Linked DNA regions of Mus musculus: region 2 is linked to region 1. Evidence: chromatin contacts called from public Hi-C data. All regions are on one chromosome and are shown on one strand. The core of a region is the stretch at or near the end of the contact, and the rest is flanking DNA. Distances in the headings are between cores, read along the strand shown. Region 1 overlaps Dtnbp1 (dystrobrevin binding protein 1). Region 2 has its middle 53 kb from the start of Mylip.

What was found. A called contact is a pair of places that touch in the nucleus more often than the background predicts.
Region 2: a Hi-C map of bone marrow-derived macrophages shows a contact between it and region 1, with 14 read pairs. The contact joins two enhancer-like sites. A contact is called at or near these places in 1 of 484 Hi-C or Micro-C datasets (bone marrow-derived macrophages) and 1 of 9 other capture datasets (embryonic stem cells).

What each region holds. Positions count from the first base shown.
Region 1 is chr13:44,924,827-44,928,497 of GRCm38.p6, reverse strand. All of the region lies in intron 8 of Dtnbp1 (dystrobrevin binding protein 1), which reads left to right. Among named protein-coding and RNA genes, the nearest start is that of Dtnbp1, 75 kb to the left of the region's middle. Within about 2 kb of position 1,992, at least 12 of the 459 cell types and tissues checked have an H3K27ac peak or open chromatin away from gene starts, as enhancers often do. A contact at or near this core is called in bone marrow-derived macrophages, where this site is marked.
Region 2 is chr13:45,440,777-45,444,447 of GRCm38.p6, reverse strand. No RefSeq gene overlaps it. Among named protein-coding and RNA genes, the nearest start is that of Mylip, 53 kb to the right of the region's middle. Within about 2 kb of position 1,712, at least 140 of the 459 cell types and tissues checked have an H3K27ac peak or open chromatin away from gene starts, as enhancers often do. A contact at or near this core is called in bone marrow-derived macrophages, where this site is marked.

The sequences.
Region 1 (3,671 bases), core at 743-3,242:
CAGTTCATTCACCCTCAACAACACTGCCTTTCATGCTCTTACTAGTATGGCCCACTAAGCATCCCTAAAGCATTCCATTGCTTTCCTAACACAGAGGCCCAAAGTGCAAATTATACTAAACAAAACCATGGGTAGGACTATCAGAGCAATACCCTAGGTCCCGGGTACTAACTTTTGTCTTAGTTGGAGTTTTATTGCTATGTAAAGACAGGATGACCACAGCAACTCTTACAAAGGAAAACATTGTAAAGAACTCTTTGTTGCTGAGAAATTTAACTCTGCCCTGTTCAGTTTGGTCCAGCATATCTTGGATGTATGTTATAAAGCCAGAGGAGGCAAAGATGAAAAGAAAGGGTTCCTTAGATATTTCTATATTCTCAGGGAAACATGACACATAGCCTCATGGGATGATTACCCAAAGCTCATAGGTCCAAAGGCACTCTTCTCTGCCTGCCTGCCATGTATTAGAGGCCAGCTAGGACTAGGTACTGTTGCAGTCTGAGGCTATAGAGCCTAGCACTAGGCAAGGAGAAGGCACACAATAAATAGGTCCTTGTTGTACAAAGCATTGTCCAGTGGGATAATCACTGTGGTTTTGAACATCTCAAGAATAATTCTCTTCAAGCTTCCAGAACATATTTGAATATGTTTTATAACTAAAAAAGAAACCAGGCAGATGTTGCCAATACATGTATCTTTCAAGCAAGCGCTTTAGAACAAGTTTTGCCTTAGCTAGAATGGAAGGGACTTTTAAACAGTAATCGGGTACCTTGGCTGTGGAGAGCTGCTGCAGACTTCCTGCCCAGACAGACAAAATACCCTGCTTCAGGAAGGATCTTCATCTCTAGGGGTGGAGCGAAGTGATCCTTAATTTAGAGTATCAGTCAACATTAAAGAATGTCTCTCGTGGGGAGGCAATTCCATGAGATTAGAAATAGCAATAGGAACTTTTCTTCATTTTACAAGTTTTACTTTTAATTAAAGCCATGGAACTTTGTATCCAAAAATGTGTCAGGAGAGAATGCAAATTCAGCTGTGAGCTCCAGAGCCATGCATGATGCGGCAGGGAGCAAAAGCAGGCCCTGGAGCAGGGCACTGCAGGCCTGCAGCTCACAGTGCACTAAGGCCCAGTGGGCCATGGAAGGTCCCGGTTTCAGTCCTCATCCCCTGCACCCAACATCATCTCTCAGGGAACATCTTTGATTTTTATGTCTAGGCAACACTCTCTGGGTTTGGACAGATCTCCTGAGAGATGCCCAGCTCTGCCTGCTGCCTAGCTTCTGGCTCCAAGTTAGGTTTCAAGTTTATAAGGATCTCTGCTGACAGATTAAGGCCCATGGGGCTAGGGCTGCCTGTACCCACTAGACTAACCTTTCTGGTGTTCAAGTGCACGGAAAGAATGAGGTGAGTGTTGACGTCCACAGGAGAAAATACTGCCATGATTGAGCTCAGTGTCCCAGAAGGCTCTGAGACAAAGCTCCTAGCTAGGGGAGTTCCTTATGGATTATTATTGGTTTTCCCTTTCATTAAAGAAGTATTCAGGGTATTTTTAAAAGAGACATTTTCAGTGACACACCTCTTCCAACAAAGATATACCTTCAACAGTGCCACACTTGCTAATCCTTAAAGCAGATTACCAACTAAACATAGAAATATAGGATCCTCTGGGTTCCAGTCTCATTCAGACCACACCACCAACCAACTTCATGTTTCTCCCTCCCTCCCTCCCTCCCTCCCTCCCTCCCTCCCTCCCTCCCTCCCTCCCTCCCTCCCTTTTCTCTGGGGAGAAAACAACAACAACAACAAAAAGCCCAAAAAGTTCCTAAATAAAACAGCCACACAACATGAAGTCTGTGCCCCCATCAGGCATGCCCTGGAGTGTGTACCCAACATCATCCCAGAAAACTGATTTCCCCTTCCCCAGCATCTGTCAGTTACAAAGAGCTTCCTGGTTAGAGAGAGAACTTTGTTCCCACTTCCTCTTCTCTGTGCTGGATTTTGTCTGGCATGAACGTGAGCAGACCTTGTCCATTTCTGTAGCAATCTGAGTTCATGTGTCTTAGTCCAGTTGTGACTGGAAGGGGTTGTTTCCTTGGAGTCAACCGCCACCTCTAGCTCTTACAATCTTTCAGTCTCTTCTTCCATATAAATGTCTAAATCTCAAGAAGGGATGTGAAGACACCCTACTGAGGACCGAATGTTCTGTCTTATGTTGTAGGGTTGTTTTTTGTGGGTCTGTGTTAACACCCATCAAGAAGCAAGCAGTAGTTTCTCTGATAGAGTTGAGTAAGACTGTGTGTGGCAATGTCAGTAGCAGTAGTTTATTGTTCTGTTCCTCTAGCATAATCATAGTGATCATTTTCCTTCTAGGTTTGTGACCTATCTAGTCTCAGATCTGGGACCCCTTTAGCAGTCTCAAGATAAGCTATGAACCTCAAAGCTGATTTTTCAAAAGTGGGTGGTCACTCCCATAACTTTTGGGCCACTATCGCACCCGTATGTCACTGGGTTTGTAGCTGGGTGACACGGATGACTTTATTTCCTCCTCTTCTAGCATGTTGTCTTAGATAGTTTTCTGTTGCTCGGATAAGAGGCTTACAGTTTCAGAAGGTTGGATTCCATGATGACCGTGACAGCGCATGCAATCGTTCAGGCAGGCGTGGGACTTCATGAAGCATCTGGATCCTCAGGTGCACGCACGCACGCACGCACGCACGCACAGACTCACACTCACAGAACTAAAGAATGGCGTGCATCCTAGTGACTGACACGCCTCCAACAATGCCACACCACCTAATCCTCAATTTCACCAACTGGAAAGCAAATACTCAAATAAAGAAGCCAGTGGGAGTCATTCTCATTCAGCCCACCACACCTGCGAAGTACTCCCAGCACCACAGAGGCTGTCAGTAGGGTTGGGCGCCAGCTTAATTGCTGATGCAGTGACATTAGTGCTCTTTTCAGGAATAGGGCCTCACCATCAGGCTGTGGAAGGAAACCATTAGCCTTTGACAGTAAGCAAGTCTTTCACTGAGTCTACATGTTGACTTTCACAGTTCTCTGATAAAACAGTATTTCTCAAGGTGACTTGCTCTGGCCACCTTACACACCTTTGTGTGTTCTAAACCTTTAACTACAGTTGAGGACATTCCACTGTGACTTTTTTAAGTGTTTCATTAAGTACTAGCTAGACTCTATGGGACATCTGGCAATGTCTGGGGACAAGACTTTTAAGTGGGTTAAAGGTGTTCCACTGGATCTCACAGGCAGTGGCACCGCTGAGCTCCCTACCCCACACAGGACAGCATCAGTCTTCCGATGCAGAGAATGGTGGACAATAGTCCCCGCCCCATTACCTCCTTTGTCCTTGTTCCTAGTTCTTCAGTAAACTTAGTTTGATTGGAATTGTAATATGTTTCTAAGACTCACAACTGACCAATTTCTGCAATCAGCGTTGGGAAACATCACTCTCAGGTTACCCTGGGCGGATGGCGGACGGACATATCCTAGACACTGAGCAGGACCACTGGCCGCTCTGCTCTAGTGTTTGTTTCTGGGCTCCAGGGAGCCACGGCTCATCTTTGCTTTGGCAAAAATCAGTTTTGTAGCCAGGCACGGCAGTATATGCCTGTACTTTGCAACACCTGAGGCATGGCAGGAGAACTGAACTT
Region 2 (3,671 bases), core at 463-2,962, 520 kb before region 1:
GGCTATAGACACAACTGTGGGCGATGCTGGCATAAAGCGCTCGCTTTAGTTACAGAAAGGAAAGCTGCTTGCAGGCAGTTCCCTGAGGAATCAAATCACTCCATAGGGAAGACCAACACTGAGGATCTCCCTGTGAAGTTTGCTCACTAACCTCAGATGACACTGGATGCTACCCCAGCCGGTTGGTTATATCACACACAGCACCCACAAGGGCATTTGTTCCCTTCTCTGCTCCTGTCATAAACACTCATATTTGCTTGTGAAAGACAGCTTGCCATTTGGAGGCCAAACCATGGGTTGTCACTAATGAGCTGGCCCTCTGATCATCATTTGCCTAGAAGGTAAGGATTGGCAAGATACAGAAAATAGCTCTGTCCATGACCACAGGCATGTGAGGCAGAAAGAGGTCATCCCAAAACTCCCCACAGAAGGTCCATGGGGTGTGGGGGGGGACTCTTGGTACCCCTCACCCCCCACCCCCACCCCCCCACCCCACCCCCCGGCTAAGAACTAACCCTCTTCCCAAGCTCCGCAAGTCAAAGGTCATCAGAGTCTTGGGTCAGTCTGAGATGGCTTTGGACACACAGGAAGGGCACGGAAAACTAAGAGCTCTTCAGAAACAAAGTAGACAGAAGCCCGAATGAGACGCAAAATCTCAATCATAGATGACAGTTCTCCTAAAATAGCTCGTGGGAGAAAACTACAGTTTACCACTCCTTTTCCCCTCCTCCGCAGTGTCTCAGATGGGGAGGTTTTTAAGATGCATTTTCTAAATATTGGGGGAGGGGGGGGAATGGCCTCCCGTGGATATAAAATCATGAGGGAACATTAAATCTCCATGTTGTATCTCACTTCTGTCTTGTCTAAATGCATCAAAGAACAAGCTAAGAGTCTAGATTCTAGGACATAGAGAATGGTAAACGGTTTTATAGTTTGGATCTTAACTGCCTCACAAAGACCATGGGTGTCTTGAGGAGGCATCAGGGGGTGTTGGAACCTTTAGGAGGTGGGGCCCAGTGCCGGGAAGTTGGGTCCCTGGCACACCCTTAAAAGTGATAAATTAGAAGCCCAGATGTTTCCTGTGTCTCTGCACCCCTGGCTACTGGAGCTTGCAGCCCCTTGTTTTCACACACTCTGCTGTGGTTCACTGTCTGACCACAGGCCCAGGACCTGTGAAGTCAGCATTCACAACAAAAGGTCCCTCGTTTAAGCTGCTTTCTCCAGTTGTTCCCTCATGGCGGCAGAAAGCCCACCAACATGATCGGATTGCCATCCGTTCTACAGCCAGGAAATGCCCGACATACTCATTCCTGCTTGTTTCATGAGCCCCTCCTCCTTGGGAAGCCACATGGGGGCTTGACAGCCTCTCCCTGTGGAGCAGCCCTTGGCCCATAGAGCTTTAAGATGTAGCTGCTGAGTCAAGCTTAGCCATTGTAGCTCAGGAGGGATGATTTTGGGACAGGCCATCTTTCTGGCTCGTTGGCCCATTCCTTGATGGAATTTCCCACTTTTCTGAGGACTATCCACTCCTCTCAAGGATTTCCTATTATGCTAGTTAGTTTGTAATGGAAAAAAAAAAACCAAAAAACAAACAAACAAACCATAAAATGCCTGGTAGTTTATTTTTTTCTCATTTTTGTAGTTCAGCTCAATAACCTCGAGGTGGCAGTAGAGACTCCAACCAATTTTCTTGACTGGATCCAACCGCCTGTACATTGCTTCATAGGATCTTACAGCATTAGGTGACAGGTCAGTTGAGAAGGACTTAGCAGAAGGACTTAGCACAAGTGAGGCGACCTCAGTCAGGACTGTTTGGCTAGAATCTCTGGGAGGGCAGAGCAACCCTCTCCACTCCACCCTTCTGTGAGGTGTGTGTTTCCAGCTTTAACCTTCCCCCTCCCCCATTTTGCAGTCGGGAGTGGTTTGTGCAAACAAGGAACTCTTGTGAGCCAAGCATGAAGTTAGAAGCAAGGCTTGGGATAGGGGTTATTCTAGTTCAGATGTCACTCAAAGCCCTTGGGCAATGCATTTCAAGCCAAATACAAGCATCTTGACTTTTAATTGATTTACACTAAAATACATATCTAAGCTCCAGTTTTAAATGGAAAAGTGTTTGGTTAATAACTTCCATTAACCCAACATCGTTTTAATGACTAGAGGTAAGGAGCGAGATTGGATTTCCTAAACAACACAGCCAATACCCACAACAAAACAAATGTAAGTGGAAAAGCACGCTGGGAACGAACAGCTTGCTCCCGCAAATCAAGTTTTCCAAAAGCCAGGTGGTAGGAGGGCTTTCGTAACATGCGTGTTCCTATTCTTAAATTTTAATTTGAAGAAAAAATAGACAGAAGAAAAGTAGTAATGTTGCCCATTGCTGGGACAAATTCCTAGCAAAGAAAGGAAAAGGCGCCATGGTGAGTCACGACCCTTCACTGTGGGTCTGGCTGAAGTGTACCTGTTACAAGGACTTTTCTGGGGAATACACATCTCATTTCAGACAGGGCACAGAGGACGGATCACAGCAACGGTTCTTCCTACAACAAACCAAAGGGAAAAAAAATGTCACCCAGGTCCAATTTGGTGAATCAAATGAATTGATGGAACTTATGGGGGCACAGACTGGGAGCTACCTACAGGATCAGAGGTGACTCATAAACATCTGCATCCCTGAAAAGGGCCACCCCATCATGCCTAATGACTCCTAGAAGCTATATCATAGAGTCCAGGCCTTCGGTGAACCGCAATGCTATACATTTTCTGGTACCTTCCAACATAACTGTTCAGCTGAGGCAGAATTACATACAGCTGGGAGGTGACCGCAATGAGGCGTGATTGGCTAGAATCTCTGGGAAGGCGGACCAACCCTCCCCACCCCACCCCACCCCTCTGTGAGGAAAACACCAACAGGCTGGATCACCAATGGCTGTTAATGCTCAGAAGACAACATACTGCAGCAAAACTCTACAGTGCTGGCTACTGGGCCTCGCCTGTCACATTAGTATGTGTCTCAGCACTGTGACAAAACAATTGATAAAAACAACTTGAAGGAAGGCAGTGTTTACTGTTGGCTCGAAGCTTGAGGGTTGGCCACATCTCGGTGGTGACCTGAGAGGAGATCAGACATGTCATACCATGACCAGGTAGGGGAGAGAGATAAATACTGTGGTCCACACAACTTTCTCCCTTTAATTCAGCCAGGAATCCTAACCTGTGAATCTCGCCCACCCACCTTTAGGGAGGGATTTCCTTCTTCAGGGAACAGTTCTTTCCGGAGACATCTCTATAGACACACCCAGGAGCGTGTTTCCATGGTGATTCTAAACTCCCATAAAGTTGAGAAGATTATCACACCAGCCTTTCTTGTTTGCGGCTCAATAAGATCACAGCAACATATATTCGTTTTAAAAATAAAGCAAACAAAAACCCCAAGCCAGCAGTGTCTGAGTACTGTAAGCTGCAATTGCTGACGGAATGGCGCCTTGAGAAACTCATTGCCTGGATGTCTACTTGAAGCCCATTGTATACAAGGCACTTGGTTGAGCAGTGAGGGCCAGGCTGGTGCTTTCTGGCTGTAGATACAATGATTCGTCTTTATTTTACCACTTTCCCCCCCAAAAGGAGAGAAAATGATTTACACTTGGTATAACTTGGTATATAGGGCTCATAAA